Linked DNA regions of Sus scrofa: regions 2 and 3 are each linked to region 1. The links are chromatin contacts, called in public HiChIP or PLAC-seq and promoter capture Hi-C maps. All regions are on one chromosome and are shown on one strand. The core of a region is the stretch at or near the end of the contact, and the rest is flanking DNA. Distances in the headings are between cores, read along the strand shown. Region 1 holds the start of KIF14 (kinesin-like protein KIF14). Region 2 overlaps CAMSAP2 (calmodulin-regulated spectrin-associated protein 2). Region 3 holds the start of CAMSAP2 (calmodulin-regulated spectrin-associated protein 2).

Region 1 (4,650 bases), core at 1,049-3,548:
TGTCCTTTTTTTTTTTTTTTTTTTTTTTTTGCTTTTTAGGGCTGTACCCATGGCATGTGGAGGTTCCCAGGCTAGGGGTTGAATCAGAGCTGCAAGCTGCAGGCCTACACCACAGCCACAGCAATGCTGGCTCCTTAACCCACTGATGGAGGCCAGGGATTGAATCTGCATCCTCAAGGATCCTGGTTAGGTCCATTAAATACTGAGCCACATAGGGAACTCCTAGAAATGTATACTTTGAATTTTGATGCAAAATCACCAGCTCCAAAACTAAAAAACATTTTTTTTACTTGTACCTAATTTTTTTTAACATTTGCATTTAATGGCTGGGTTTTACATTCTCCTTTTATCTATTTTTTTTTTGTCTTTTTTTTTTTTTTTTTGTTGTTGTTGTTGTTGTTGCTATTTCTTGGGCACTCCCGCGGCATATGAGTTCCCAGGCTAGGTCGAATCGAACTGTAGCCACGCCTACGCCAGAACCACAGCAACGCGGGTCCGAGCCACGTCTGCAACCTACACCACAGCTCACGGCAACGCCGGATCGTTAACCCACTGAGCAAGGGCAGGGACCGAACCCGCAACCTCATGGTTCCTAGTCGGATTCGTTAACCACTGCATCACTACGGGAACTCCATCCTTTTATCTATTTTGTGATATGCGAATTCTTTATTGTGAAAAATTCCTTTGCCAATTTTTATATTTTATTTGTTTTCTTATTCTATTTATAAACTTATTTTCCTTGTAACACTGAAAGAGATCTTTGTCTTCTGCTATATTTATTTTTCTAGTTTACTGCATTTTTGTGTTAATTTGAACCATGCAGACATTTAAATTTTTTTCTGTATTTTATTTATTTATTTTCTGCATTTTAATTTGTCGATTTTTTCCTTTGCCATATTTTCATTTGCTTCTAGACGTGATCATTTTCCTATAGGTCTGATATTGTAATTGTTTCTCTGATGGTTTCTCTATAACTTAATATTAACACATTTTAGAATTTTTTTTGAGTGAGTTTTAGCATGAGGACTTTATCATCCATTCAACTTTCTATAAAGTTGGAGTCAACTCTGGTTTCTCTTTTTTCTCCCACTGAATCATTCTCATTATCTGCACTTTTTGCTCCTTAAAAAATATATAGTTGCTTTATAATCTCTGCTTAAGTAGATCTCTCTCACTGATCTGGTAATTTTTCAGCATGTATTTTTGTATTATTTTTTCCTGTTTCAAACTCATTGCAATATTTACAGAAACTGAGTTATATCTCACGACATGGGCTTTGGAATTCTAGTTACATCACTTCTGCCTGTCTGATTTTCCACAAGTTTAACTCTAAACCTCAGTCCCTTATCTGTAAACTGGGGATCATATTAACCTTTACCTCCTAAGATATTCATGATTAAGTGAGGAATTCTATAGAAGACACTTAGGATACTTCCCATCGCCAGGCTTTGAACGGGAGAGCCTAGAAAAGTGTGAATGTGGTTAACTTGGGGGGAAACAGCCATTTCCGCACTAGGAAGTCCTGGCTGTGAGGCGGACAGACTGCTCATTTTACACCGAAGCTGGACAGCGTTGTTGTCACTGTCCTCGCTCACACCCACCCAAGCGCCCCGCCCTGGGAAGTGAGTCCTGCTCTGCAGCCGCAGCCCAGGTGGGTGCGGCCGTTGCCTAGGAGACCGAGCGGCGGGTGGGCGGGAGCTCGAATCCGCGCGTCCGGCGAGCGCGCTTCCGGGAGTACGTGCGTGCGCGACGCCCGGCAGCCAATCAGAGGGCGGGGCGCGTATTCAAACCTTGGTCGTGCGGCGGAGGGGTGTGCGGAGTGGAGACTGACAGGTAGGGGCCGCGGGGGCGGGGGGGCCCAGCACGGAGGAGGGAGGGGGGCTGCGAGGAGGGGCTGCGGCGCTGGGGCCGGCGCGTCGGTGCCGAGAGGGGGCAAGCGGCTCGGGAGTATGGGCTGGGCTGGCCCGCGGCCCCAGTGGGGCCGGTCCCCGGGAAGGACCGGGGTCCCAGAGTGGGGCGGGGCCGGGCCTGGCCCTCGGCGTCGCTGACCCTTTCCCGCCCGAGGTGACAGCTGAGAACCCTTCCGGTCTCTTGGCCACCCCGGCCCCCGAACAAAGAACCGTACAGATCCTTTAAGCGGCTGTAAGTGGCAACCGTTTTGTTTGTTTTTGTTTGCTTTTTAGGGCCGCACCTGTGTCATATGGAAGTTCCCAGCTAGGGGTTGAATCCGAGCTGCAGCTGCCGGCCTACACCACAGCCACAGCAACGCCAGATCCTTAAATCACTGAGCGAGGCCAGAGATAGACCCCGCGTCGTTGGCTCCCTTACCATTGAGCCACAACTGGAACGCCAGCCTGCCGGTTTTCAGCCCAGTGCAAGGTCTGGAATCTCTTCTTGCCATTATGTTTGCTTCCGTATTAGGAAGAGTCAAAAGGTTGACGGGAGATGCTTAGAGTCTGGCGAATTTAGAGGTAATGATTGTGCATGATTTTAGAACTCTGTAAGACTTACTTAAAAATGAGCCTCTATTATTTTGTTCCTCCAGAGCCATCATCTCTGGTGTGGACTTTAAAAATACAACAGTCAGCTTCTGTGTTAGCAGGAAGAGTTTATGTGGGACCAGCAGGGAGGGAGCTGCAGTTCAGGAAGACCTTGCTGTGCAGAAAGGACAGACCAGTCCCAGAACAAAGAAGAGGGCTTCCCTGTCTGGGCATCTCCAAGCTGTTGTGGGTTCTGTTGGGGCCACCTACAAGTCCCAGGAATGTTTTGTTTCCCAAGGTATATAAAAGTTATGTTTATGTTATACTGTAGCCTATTCAGTGTGCAATAGCATTGTGTCTTAAAAAAAAAAAAACAATGTATATACCTTCATTTAAAATACTTTATTGGTGGGCGTTCCCATCGTGGTGCAGTGGAAAAGAATCCAACTAGGAACCATGAGGTTGCGGGTGCGATCCCTGGCCTTGCTCAGTGGGTTAAGGATCTGGTGTTGCCGTGAGCTGTGGTGTAGGTTGCAGACACGGCTTGGATCCTGCATTGCTGCAACTGTGGCGTAGGCTGGCAGCTGTAGTTCTGATTCAACCCCAGCCTGGGAAACTGGGAACCTCCATATGCCCTGGGTGTGGCCCTAAAAAGCAAAAAATAAAATAAAATACTTTATTGGTAAGAATGCTCCCCATCATCTGAGCCTTCAGAGAGTGGTCATAGTAACATCAAAGATCTTTGAACAGAGATACCATAACAAGTAGAGTCTAATGAAAAAGTTTGCAATAGTGGGAAGATTACCAAAACCTGACACAGATATGAAGTGGGCAAATGCTATTGGAAAAATGGCACTGATTTGCTGATGTAGTGTTGCTACACTACATCAACTTCCATTTTAAAAAACCCAGTATCTGGGAAGGGCAGCAAAGAACCTGAGACAGGTCTGCCTGTGTGGAGGGAACTGAATGACGGTCCTTGGAGGTGAGAAACAGCTGGTGGTGATGGCCTCTTTAGTGGCTAAGCTATGAATTTTCTCATTGGCTGGGCTGTTGCTAGGCAAAGAGGAAATCTTTCTTCCTCTTTGCCCTGGGATATGAAGGAGGTTCTTCCAGCAGAGTCTGTCAAAAAAAAAAAAAAAAAAGGCAAGGGGTAAAACACAAGAGCTCCTGTTCAGATCCCCGCAACTCTATCTTAAATGAGGTCTCCCGTATTTACTTTCACGATGAAGTAGTTTGATCAGGCGTCATTTTACAAGTTAGGATCGGCATAGATGTGTACAGGCTTGTTTCCGTCTGTATAACCAGTTAGATGCAGAGTGACGAGAAGCCAGACCTCTTCGCTGTCGCTGCTCTTCTCTTTTCTCTGAAACATTAATGCTGGGTACATACAGTTGACACGTGTTTCCATAAACACTTGTTTACTTATGGTCTAACTGCTAGAGGGCAGGCTGTCTGCTTAACTAATCTTGCGTGATTTTTCTTGACACAAGCAATTAATATACAGTTCTTGTCATAGATATTGTCTCTGGTGCTTATTTGGGGATAATCTGGCTGGTGGCACCTTGCAACTTCATCTCCACAAGGCCTTCTTGCATGTAATGTGTGATCAGTGGGTATAAAAATGCATCACTCCCGTCTTTAATTTCAGTGCTAGAGTGTCAGTCCCCCACCCTGCTCCCCAAGCTGGGGGGATGCTTAAAAAAAAAATCTTTGTTGACATGTACTCTTTTCTAACTTTCACCATCTCAACCATTTTTAAGTGAACGCTCTTAAATATGTTCCTTTTGTTGTGTAGTCATCACCACCATGGGTCCCCATAAGTCTTGCCGTCTTGTAAATCTGAAACTCTCCACCCCTTAAACCATAGCCCTCCCTTCCCCCAGCCCCCGGCATCAAACATGAGACTTTCTGTCTTGTTGACTTTAATACTCTAAGTGCTTGATAGAAGAGAAGTCATGTATTGTTTGTCTTTTTGTGACCAGCTTATTTCCATTTAGCAGAATGTCCTGGAGGTTCATCCATATCGCAGCGTATTGCAGAATTTCTTTCCGTTTTAAGGCTGAATAATATTCCATTGTATGAGTATACGACATTTTGGTCAATGGACGCTTGGGTCGCTTCTCCATTTTAGCTCTTGTGAATAATGTTGCCATGAACCTGGGTATAC
Region 2 (4,650 bases), core at 979-3,478, 120 kb before region 1:
AAGAATGACATAATGCCATTTGCAGCAACATGGATGGAACTAGAGAATCTCATCCTGAGTGAAATGAGCCAGAAAGACAAAGACAAATACCATATGATATCACTTATAACTGGAATCTAATATCCAGCACAAATGAACATCCCACAGCAAAGAAAATCATGGACTTGGAGAATAGACTTGCGGCTGCCCAACGGGAGAGGGAGGGAGTGGGAGGGATCGGGAGCTTGGGGTTATCAGATACAACTTAGAAGAGATTTACAAGGAGATCCTGCTGAGTAGCATTGAGAACTATGTCTAGATACTCATACTGCAACAGAACAAAGGGTGGGGAAAAAAAATGTATACATGTAAGAGTAACTTGATCCCCATGCTGTCCAGTGGGGGGGAAAAAATAAAATAATTTAAAAAAAAAAAGCATGTTACCAACATGTAACGATTAAAGCAGTGATACTGAGTTGCCTAAATTTAACAAATACTGGGTAACCCAAGAGGCCAGCTGAGAGTTCTGGATCCTGCTTCTATGCATCTGGTTTACATTCTGTCACTTGCATTTGGTGAATCTGACAATCACAAACCCAGTGGAGAACTGATACTGCTGAACCAAAGTGATTCGAAGCTTTACTGCCAAAGGAGTAGATGCGAGACCAGTTTAGCCCCAGCGTCTCTCCCGAGGCACGTCCCAGACCTGTGGCAGAAGTGACCCCTCCTGAGCAGCTCCGTCACCTCCTCCAGCCACACTTAACTTCAAAGGCAAGGTCGGCCGGCAGGTTTAACTGAGGCTCTGCCCGGTGGCACAGATGGGAAGCAGCCACATAAACATGGTAAACAAAAGGAAGTGCTCGCAGCAGTGGTTCTAAATCGGGCTCATCATCAAGAAATCACACGTTTCCTGGCTCCAACCTCAGAGAAGCCCCAGAACAGCACCCTGGCAAATCCCGCCTCCACAGCCCCTCCCGCTCATGGCCACAATCATACCTCTTCTAGAGGTCCCAGGCCGGCCCCTCCCCAACCCTCCCCTCCCAGTGCTTCTCCGCACCTGTACCCGGAGCCCTCCGCTCCAGGAGCACCACTGACCAGCAAGCAGAGTGCCAGGGTTCAACTCTGAGTCTGTGCCCAGGACGTGACCTTGGGCAACATCCTCGATTTCTCGTGCTTCACTATCCTCATCAACCAAGTGGGGTGACAGCAACAGCACAGGCAATTCATGGGCTGGGGAGACGGCCGGAAAGCTCCCTCTGTAACCAGGCGGTCACGTGGAGGGTCCGGGCACACAGCCCCCTGGTGGGAGCTCCCAGTCTCTACTGAAAACTGCACAAAAGCAATGTGGATGCACGCCTGCATCCTAATAAGAGCCTAGCGGGTGGGTGAAGCCAGGGTGACGCAGCTGAGCGTGGGCCTGAGCCAGCAGAGCCAGAATGATGTGGGCATGGCAGGCAATGCAACTGCCCCCGGCCAGGAGCAGCACTGGGCTGGGGACGCACCCCAGGCAGGAGCTCTGGGCAGGTGCTCGTTTTGAAGATGACGACAGGCACGAGTGTCCTGGTCCAATTGCGCACTGGAGGTTGTCGTAAGGACGCATGATTACATGGGTTTATCTCCCCAGCCCTATCTTGAAGAAGGGCCTAGAAGCAATAGCACCAAAGCAACAATCAACACATCTGGGCCCAGATCTGGTTAATAACATCTCCCCAATAAAATAAACCCACGGTTCTTCAGGAAATGGCTAATTCCAAGTCAGAGACAGGAAAGGCACAACGTGAGCCTGGAATATACAGCTGTGACAGAAAGAAAAAAGGACCCGAAGGCGGATGGGGAGACATCTACAGGATATAGGAGCCAGCCCCTGGGGCGCCCACTGGCCAAGGGTGAGCCCACAGGGCTATGCAAAAGACTAATGACAACAGTGAACTATAACACAATTAGCCAGAAACAAAATGCTCCCCTGAGTCCACGGTGACAGTCACCAGGGGAGAAGGGAGGAAGAGAAAGCTTTTCTTCACACAACAGTGCCAGGTAAGAAATGGAAGGAATGACAGTTTTTAAACCACCACACGGCAATGACCAGGGGCACAGCAAACCCACAGATGCTGAACCACCGGGTGGCCCTTTCCTGGGAAAGACAATATGTGATAAAACATCAGAGCACCCTCCACACAACGCTTCCTAGTCGCAAAGGGAAAAGTGGCCGAACCTAAGTCACCCTAAGTTGCCGGCAGAGCGTGAAACGCTGTAGTTCCTGTAGATCACTGTTTGCTAGTTCCTCAGGAAGTGACACACAGAACCAAAACCATAGGCAGAAACATAGAAAACACCGAACCTAAACACAGAACCAAACCATAGAACCGAAAATTTCAGTGAACCTGATGTAGAATAAATATAAAGAAAACCACACATAGGTATCTCGTAGCCAAACTTCTGAAAAAAAAAAAAGTCTTGAAAGAAACCAAAACACTTGATGAAAAACAGAATTAAAAAGAGAAATAGAGAAATTCACGATTATGTGAAGTTATTAATACTCCTTTTTCAAGAATTACTAGAATAAGTGAAAGGAAAATCCAAAGGACACGGAAGACTTGAAAAGCATCAAGCAAAATGACCTGATATGTACAGACCACCACAGCAAAGAACAGCAGAATATACATTCTTTTTTTTTCTTTCTTTCTAGGGCCGCACCTGCGGCACAAGGAGGTTCCCAGGCTAGGGGGTGAATCAGAGCTGCAGCTGCCAGCCTACACCACAGCCACAGCAATGCCAATCCTTAACCCAGTGAGTGAGGCCAGAGATGGAACCCACATCCCCATGGATACTAGTTGGATTCTTAACCTGTTAAGCCACGATGGGAACTATGAAATATACATTCATAACAGGCATCAGGACAGATGGCAAGCTGAGTCATAGAACAGTTTCAATATTGGGAGTTTCCGTGACTCAGTGGTTAATGAATCTGACTAGGAACCATGAGGTTGTGGGTTTGATCCCTGGCCTCGCTCAGTGGGTTAGGATCTGGCACTGCCGTGAGCTGTGGTGTAGATCGCAGACACAGCTTGGATCCTGCGTTGCTGTGGCTCTGGCATGGGCTGGCGGCTCCAGCTCCGATCAGACCCCTAGCCTGGGAACCTCCATATGCTGTGGGAGCGGCCCTAGAAAAGGCAAAAAGACAAAAAAACAAAAAAAAACCAGTTTCAATATACCTAAGGGAATGAAATCAGACAAAGTATGTTCTCTAATTACAACAATGTCAGTTAGACATCAATAACCATGTCAACAGAAAAAATCAGGAACCATACATCACCTTGATAGAGGCAAAAAAAAAAAAAAGCTTTTGACAAAATCCAGCACCTATTCATGATTTAAAACACACACACACACGCACAATTCTCAGCAAAACAGGAATGAATGGATGGGAACCTCCTAAACGTGATTAAAGAACACTTGAAAATTCTATAGCTAACGTCAAACTTAACAATCAGAACCAAATACATTCCCTACGATCAGGATTAAGGCAAGGATGGCTGGTCTCACCACTTTTACTTAACACTGTCTGGACGTCTCAGGCAGTGCAATAAGACAAGGAAAAGGAAGGCATCTGTATCAGGAAGGAAGACGTACATCTGTGCTTACTCATGAGTGTGTATGTAGGGAGTCCTCCCAACGCCACAAAAACTGTACTAGGGACAAATGCATTTAGCAAGGTGGCAGCTAACAAAAATCAATGTTCAAAATGCAACGGAACTCCTCCAATATTAGCAAAGAACAACTGGAAAGTCAATCTAAAAAACAATTCCATTTATAATCAAAATCAAAAATGTGAAAAAGAGTAAAATTCAACAAAATGTATACAGAATTTATACACTCAAAAAGACACAGACTGCTGAAATGAACTCAAGAAAACTTAAGTAAATAGGAAGACAGCGTGTTTACACAGGAAGACTCGATATTCTAAAGCATCAATTCCTCCTAAAATGAGCTATAGATGCAACAGAATTCCAGTGTATAGCTAAGCTAAACCTTAGTTTTTTTTAAGAAATTGACAAATGATTCTAAAATTTACATAGAAATGCAAAGAACCTGGAATAACTAAAACAATTCTGACAAAGAACAACAATGTTCAGTGAATTACACTGCCAGATTTTAAGATTTTTATTATAAAACTACAGTGATCAAGACTGTGTGTCTGGCCTAAGAGACCCTAAATCAATGGCACTTGTGTCACAGTAAGTCAGTGGGGAAAGGACAGACTTCAACAAATGGTTCTGGAACAACCAGATGTTCTTGTTAAAGAATGAAATAAACTCCCGGGAGTTCCTGTTGTGGCTCAGTGGTTAACGAATCCAACAAGGAACCATGAGGTTGCAGGTTTGATCCCTGGCCTTGCTCAGTGGGTTAAGGATCTGGCGTTGCCCTGAGATGTGGTGTAGGTCAAAGACACAGCTGGGATCCCATGTTGCTGTGGCTCCGGCGTAGGCTGGTGGCTACAGCTCCGATTCGACCCCTAGCCTGGGAACCTCCATATGCCGCGAGAGCAGCCCAAGAAAATGGGAAAAAGACAAAAAAAAAGAATAAAATAAACTCCAACTTTTCCCTCCCATTTATACTATTACTACTTCTAATAATAATTCAAAATGAATCACAGTAAAGCTATACATTTCT
Region 3 (4,650 bases), core at 997-3,496, 97 kb before region 1:
CCTGCCTCCACCAACGCCAGACCCTCTGGAGTCAGGCGATCAAAGCTCACATCTGCCCTGGCTAAAAATGCAGCTTTCTGCACCAGGGTGCTCGCTTAAGTGGGGACCCCACTGCCTGCACCATGGAGCTGGGCGAAGCCCAAATGCACCCCATGATGCAAAGCCCCAAGCACGGCGCTGGCCCACAGCACATTCCACTGATAACGCTGCTCTCTTCACGCCTCTTTTTCTCCAAGTGTGTTCAATGCGTGTTCGTCCAGGGTCCAGAGCCCAGTAAGCTTGCCTGGCACGTCCCCACAGAGCTGGCCATGTTCTGCTTAGCACCCTTTGGGAATCTAGGCCAACGCTGTGCCATGTGTACTGTAAGCTTCCTCAGTTTCAGAAAGAAAAATTATTTCTGCGATTCCCTCTGCCCTTCCATTTTGTACACAGAGCTTTTCCACAGAGATCATGTTCCATCTTTTCTACATCCTTACCTAGCTTCCACTGCTCCTCTAAATGGATATTAGCTTTAGCATGATGCTTAAGCTGAGACTAAAATCTATTATTTTCACTGCTGTGATCAGGGGTGCCAGGAAACAAAAACACACACTAACACTTGGTGTGTGCTCCCATGTGTTACTGTGCATATGTATTTCCGAAGAAATCTTTAAAATCTAAATTATTTTAAAATAAATGGTTTGGCTATATTTACTCCTGATGACAGTTTTAAAACCTTGAACATCTTTCTACTTCAATATCACAGCATGAGAATTCAAATAAGACAAAAGCTGCCAAAAACATAAAATCAAGGCAACATGAAGTTTCCCTCAAAACTAATTCAAACAATTTTCTAAACACTGAGATTCATTTGGTGGGTAACTAAACATGCAGTCCTGATAATGTCCTCAGCTGTATATGCTGAAACAGTAAGAACGAATGAAACCATTTACCCACATATTTCTTGGTCCTAAAATTGGACGTCCTCTCCCCACTGCCAAAAACTGTATTTAACATCTGGAGAAAAGTCTGTAAATACTAAATGCCAATAAATATTTTACATATCCAAATGGTATTAAGCAGGGCATAGAAATCTTACAAAATGACTCAAAGTCATCCGATGAAATTACCTTCCGGGAGCATCTCCAAATGAAAAGCTAATTTTCTCCAGCTTCCACAACATGGGCTCCTAAAGCAACAGCTAAGGAATTACAACAGGAGGCCCTTTTCCTGTTATTCTGCAAAGACTGGGTAATGGAGGGAGTGTTTTTTGATGGCTGCTGCACTATACAATTTGTGTCAACAGTATGTGCCCTCAAAAAAACTCTTTCATTAAAAAGAAAAATCCCACAAGAGGGAGTTTTTGTTTCTCTTAATTTATGAAGCCAAAAATGTTTGGAAAAAGGAACATGCCTGATAACACGGAAAGAAAAGAGCAGCCGACAACAGACAGCCCGCAAGCCAAACATTGGTTTTAAATGACCCCTTTAATAGAGCCTGAAAGGGACGAGAGGACACAGGCTTACAGAAAGACAACAAAAATTAATGCTGCCCTTCCACAGAGGCCACCTCACAGTCACGGAGCCTGAATCGCAGCCATGGTTACAAATGTCAAAATCAATGTGGAGCTGGGTGCCATCCACCTTCTTCCAGTAATAACGAAACCAACTCAGATTTCTCGGTGGTGTAATGTTATGACTGGGGGGGAAATGAATGCAGCACAATGGGGAAAAATACCACAAATGAAAACCACCCGATGTAAAAACATGGCAAAATCTCGCTCACCGGGAAGAAAAAAACAAACCACCCACTTTTGCTAACCAATAAAAGGAATCCGGCCATATCCCACCTGCCCAAACCGAGGGATCTCGGGTTAAGACCAAACGTGCTTTATTCCCTTCGTTTTTACTCCTTCCAGTGTCCCACTGCGTCCCTGAGCCTGTGCGAGGACACGCGTGGAGGGGACCTGGGGACCGGAGACAAAACCGGGATGCGCGCATCCTGCGGGGGAGGGAGAGGACCACGTACCTGTCCCGAAGGCCTTGGCCACCAGCCAGGCCAAATTGCAGGCGATTTTGGCCCTGGAGAAGTCATAGTGGTCGAAGGGCTTGATGGCCGGAACAATGAACGTCCTCCTCGCGTCCCTGGGGTCTGCAGCATCCCCCATCTTCCACGCGCTTGGGGCACCGGCCCGCCCTTCACATGGTGCGCCGGCCGCGGGGTGGCGGCCGGGGAGGGGCGCGCGGCCGGCCGCGGGCGGGGTCGGGGTCCGGATCCAGGCCGCTTGGCCCGGAAGGTGGCGGCGCCGCGTCCCGGCCGCCCCGCGAGCCTCCCGCGAGCGCGCGTGCCAGCGGCGCCTCCCCTTTGTCTCCGCGCGGCGGGCCCGGCGCGGCGGGGGCGTCCTCAGCGGTCACGTCGCGGGGGCCGTCCCGCCATCGCGCCGCCTCCCGCCGCCCCCGCTCCCGGCCCTGCCCTCGGGGGAGCCCGCCGGCCCGAGCGCGGCCTTGGGGCTCAATGGGGCCGCGACCCGGGACTCGGGGCGCCCCCACCCCGCGCAGCCGGAGCCGCCGCGGGGCGCGGGGCCGCGGACAGCCTCAGTCCCTGAGGCGCGGGCGCCGGCGGCCGCACCTCCTCGCGCGGACTCCCCGCCGCGCCGCCGCCCCGCGGACGCCGTCAGCCCGGTGCTCGGGCCCGCCCGGCCAGCCCTGCTGGGTGCTCCCCCTGCGGCAGCCCGCGCGGTCGCCGCCTCAGCCGCCGCCGCTGCGGTTTTCCGGCTGCGGCACTGGAAGGAGCCGGGCGCGGGTCTGCGCATGCGCTGTCTCTCGGCCCGGCCCGCCCGCCGCCCGGCCGGTCCGGCCCGCCCGTGGAGCATGCGCAGTGGTCGCGGCTGCGCTCCTTGTCCACCCGAGTGCACATCCTGGCCGGCCTGGGCGTGCGGCGGCTGCTGACCCGGCTGGAAGAGGCGGGGAGCAAGTGGCGGGGGGGGGGGGGGGGCGGTCCGGCTTCGCTGTAGCGCTCGTGGTTTAGCGACACAATGCTTAGGCACGGAGAACTGACGTTTATCAAGGTGCCGGTTAGATGACACGCACTTTGCTGCCAACCTGGCGTGCCTAAGGAATTCCATGCAGTCCTGGATGTCACCCCAGGATGGGTGCGATTGCTGGCTGACCACACGGTTGTAGAGGCAAGTCACACGTGGGGCTTGACCAGGATTGAGGATCTGGGAAGCTCCACACCTGAATTAGTTTCCTGACTTTGAGATAGTTTTCTCAACTCCATGCTCCTCACGTAAATGTCCTCCCTAGGGAGGGGGCACAGCCATCGTGCCCCCCCAACAGAGCCTAAGTCCCTTCACAAAGCAAACCGCAAGATCCGGCATCTACAAACCCTTATGGCTCCATTTTGTCTGAGCTGCTCCGTTTTCCCACTGGGGCATTTTCTCAGATTATTTATGCGTCCTGGCCCACTGGGCTCCTTCTGTCCCTTTGGATTGCAAGCCTCTCCCGGGAATCGCCTCCTGCCTTCAGTGACATCTCTGGATACCGTGCCCAGCAGGCTCTTACGGAGGTGCTCCCCTGGTGCCCCCAGAGCACCTAGTTGTTCTGACCCAGCCCTTGCGCCTTTATACCATCATCAATGACTTTGTCATTCCCAGGATGACAGTGTCTCTCTAGCACCTGAATAGCACCCAACTCATAGTAGTTGCTCAATGAATGTACAGGAACAAAGGGTGGATATTAGTGCAGCTCTCCTTTGTTGAGCTTATTTAACTCACTAACTCCTTGCACAATCTCCTTTCAGTACTTTATCTAAATTTTTTTTTTCCCTGCAACCATGGCATTGTGGAAATTCCAGGGCCAGGGATCAAACCCTCACCACAGCAGCAACCCAAGTCATGCAGTGACAACACCAGATCCTTAACAACTGCACCACAAGATAGCTCCAAAATTATCTAGTTTTAATCATTATCCAATCCTGTGCTATCTTCATTTCACAGATGAAAAAAAAAAAAAAAAGAATAATAAAGTTGGGAACAATTTGAAAATTTGCCCATATCACACAACTAGCAAGCAGGGCGACCCAAGATTTGAACCCAGAACTCCAAGTCTATGTTTTAACTACTAGGGCTTATCTGGGACTATATACAATTAAGATAGGAGCAGGACTTATAAAGTATGATGGTGGGTGGGAAGGTGTTTGGACCCTACTATCCAAAAAGGCAGTCTCACTGGCAAGCAAGCCCCTTTGATCCCTACAAATACTCCCCCATGAACCTAGTAGGGCATTTCAGAAAAGCCTATTAACAGTGTGGGCCAGGAAAAGAATACGAGTGAGAAGAATAATATACCACATTTTTCAATAACTGAATGGATATTAATAAAATGTCTTTGAATCCAACTAGGAACCATAAGGTTGCAAGTTTGATCCCTGGCCTCGCTCAGTGGGTTAACAGTCCGGCATTGCCATGAGCTGTGGTGTAGGTCACAGGTGCAGCTCCGATCTGGCATTGCTGTGGCTGTGGCGTAGGCTGGCAGCTGTAGCTCCAATTAGACCCCTAGCATGGGACCTTCCATATGTGGCAGATGCAGTCCTAAAAAGCAAAATGAAATAAAATGAAATAAAATAAAATGTTTTTTATGGGCAAGGCCTTTTGCTAGATCCTTTAGGGGA

Evidence for each region. Promoter capture Hi-C pulls out the DNA fragments that hold promoters and counts their contacts. HiChIP or PLAC-seq counts read pairs in DNA pulled down with a chosen protein or histone mark.
Region 2: a contact with region 1 is called in an H3K27ac HiChIP or PLAC-seq map of alveolar macrophages. The contact joins the enhancer-like site here to the promoter of KIF14 in region 1. A contact is called at or near these places in 2 of 5 promoter capture datasets (fetal skeletal muscle and liver), 6 of 47 Hi-C or Micro-C datasets (alveolar macrophages, embryonic fibroblasts, heart right ventricle and 2 more) and 2 of 2 datasets of contacts at active chromatin or transcription factors (alveolar macrophages and skeletal muscle).
Region 3: a promoter capture Hi-C map of liver shows a contact between it and region 1, with 2.4 times the contacts expected there. The contact joins the promoter of CAMSAP2 here to the promoter of KIF14 in region 1. A contact is called at or near these places in 2 of 5 promoter capture datasets (fetal liver and liver) and 1 of 47 Hi-C or Micro-C datasets (embryonic fibroblasts).

What each region holds. Positions count from the first base shown.
Region 1 is chr10:23,175,567-23,180,216 of Sscrofa11.1, reverse strand. It overlaps KIF14 (kinesin-like protein KIF14), which reads left to right and starts at 2,298. Exons shown (of 33, transcript XM_021064497.1): 1 at 2,298-2,778.
Region 2 is chr10:23,299,974-23,304,623 of Sscrofa11.1, reverse strand. All of the region lies in intron 2 of CAMSAP2 (calmodulin-regulated spectrin-associated protein 2), which reads right to left. Among named protein-coding and RNA genes, the nearest start is that of CAMSAP2, 27 kb to the right of the region's middle. Within about 2 kb of position 2,228, at least 20 of the 83 cell types and tissues checked have an H3K27ac peak or open chromatin away from gene starts, as enhancers often do. A contact at or near this core is called in alveolar macrophages and liver, where this site is marked.
Region 3 is chr10:23,272,898-23,277,547 of Sscrofa11.1, reverse strand. It overlaps CAMSAP2 (calmodulin-regulated spectrin-associated protein 2), which reads right to left and starts at 2,246. Exons shown (of 19, transcript XM_021064501.1): 1 at 2,008-2,246. The coding sequence starts at 2,146.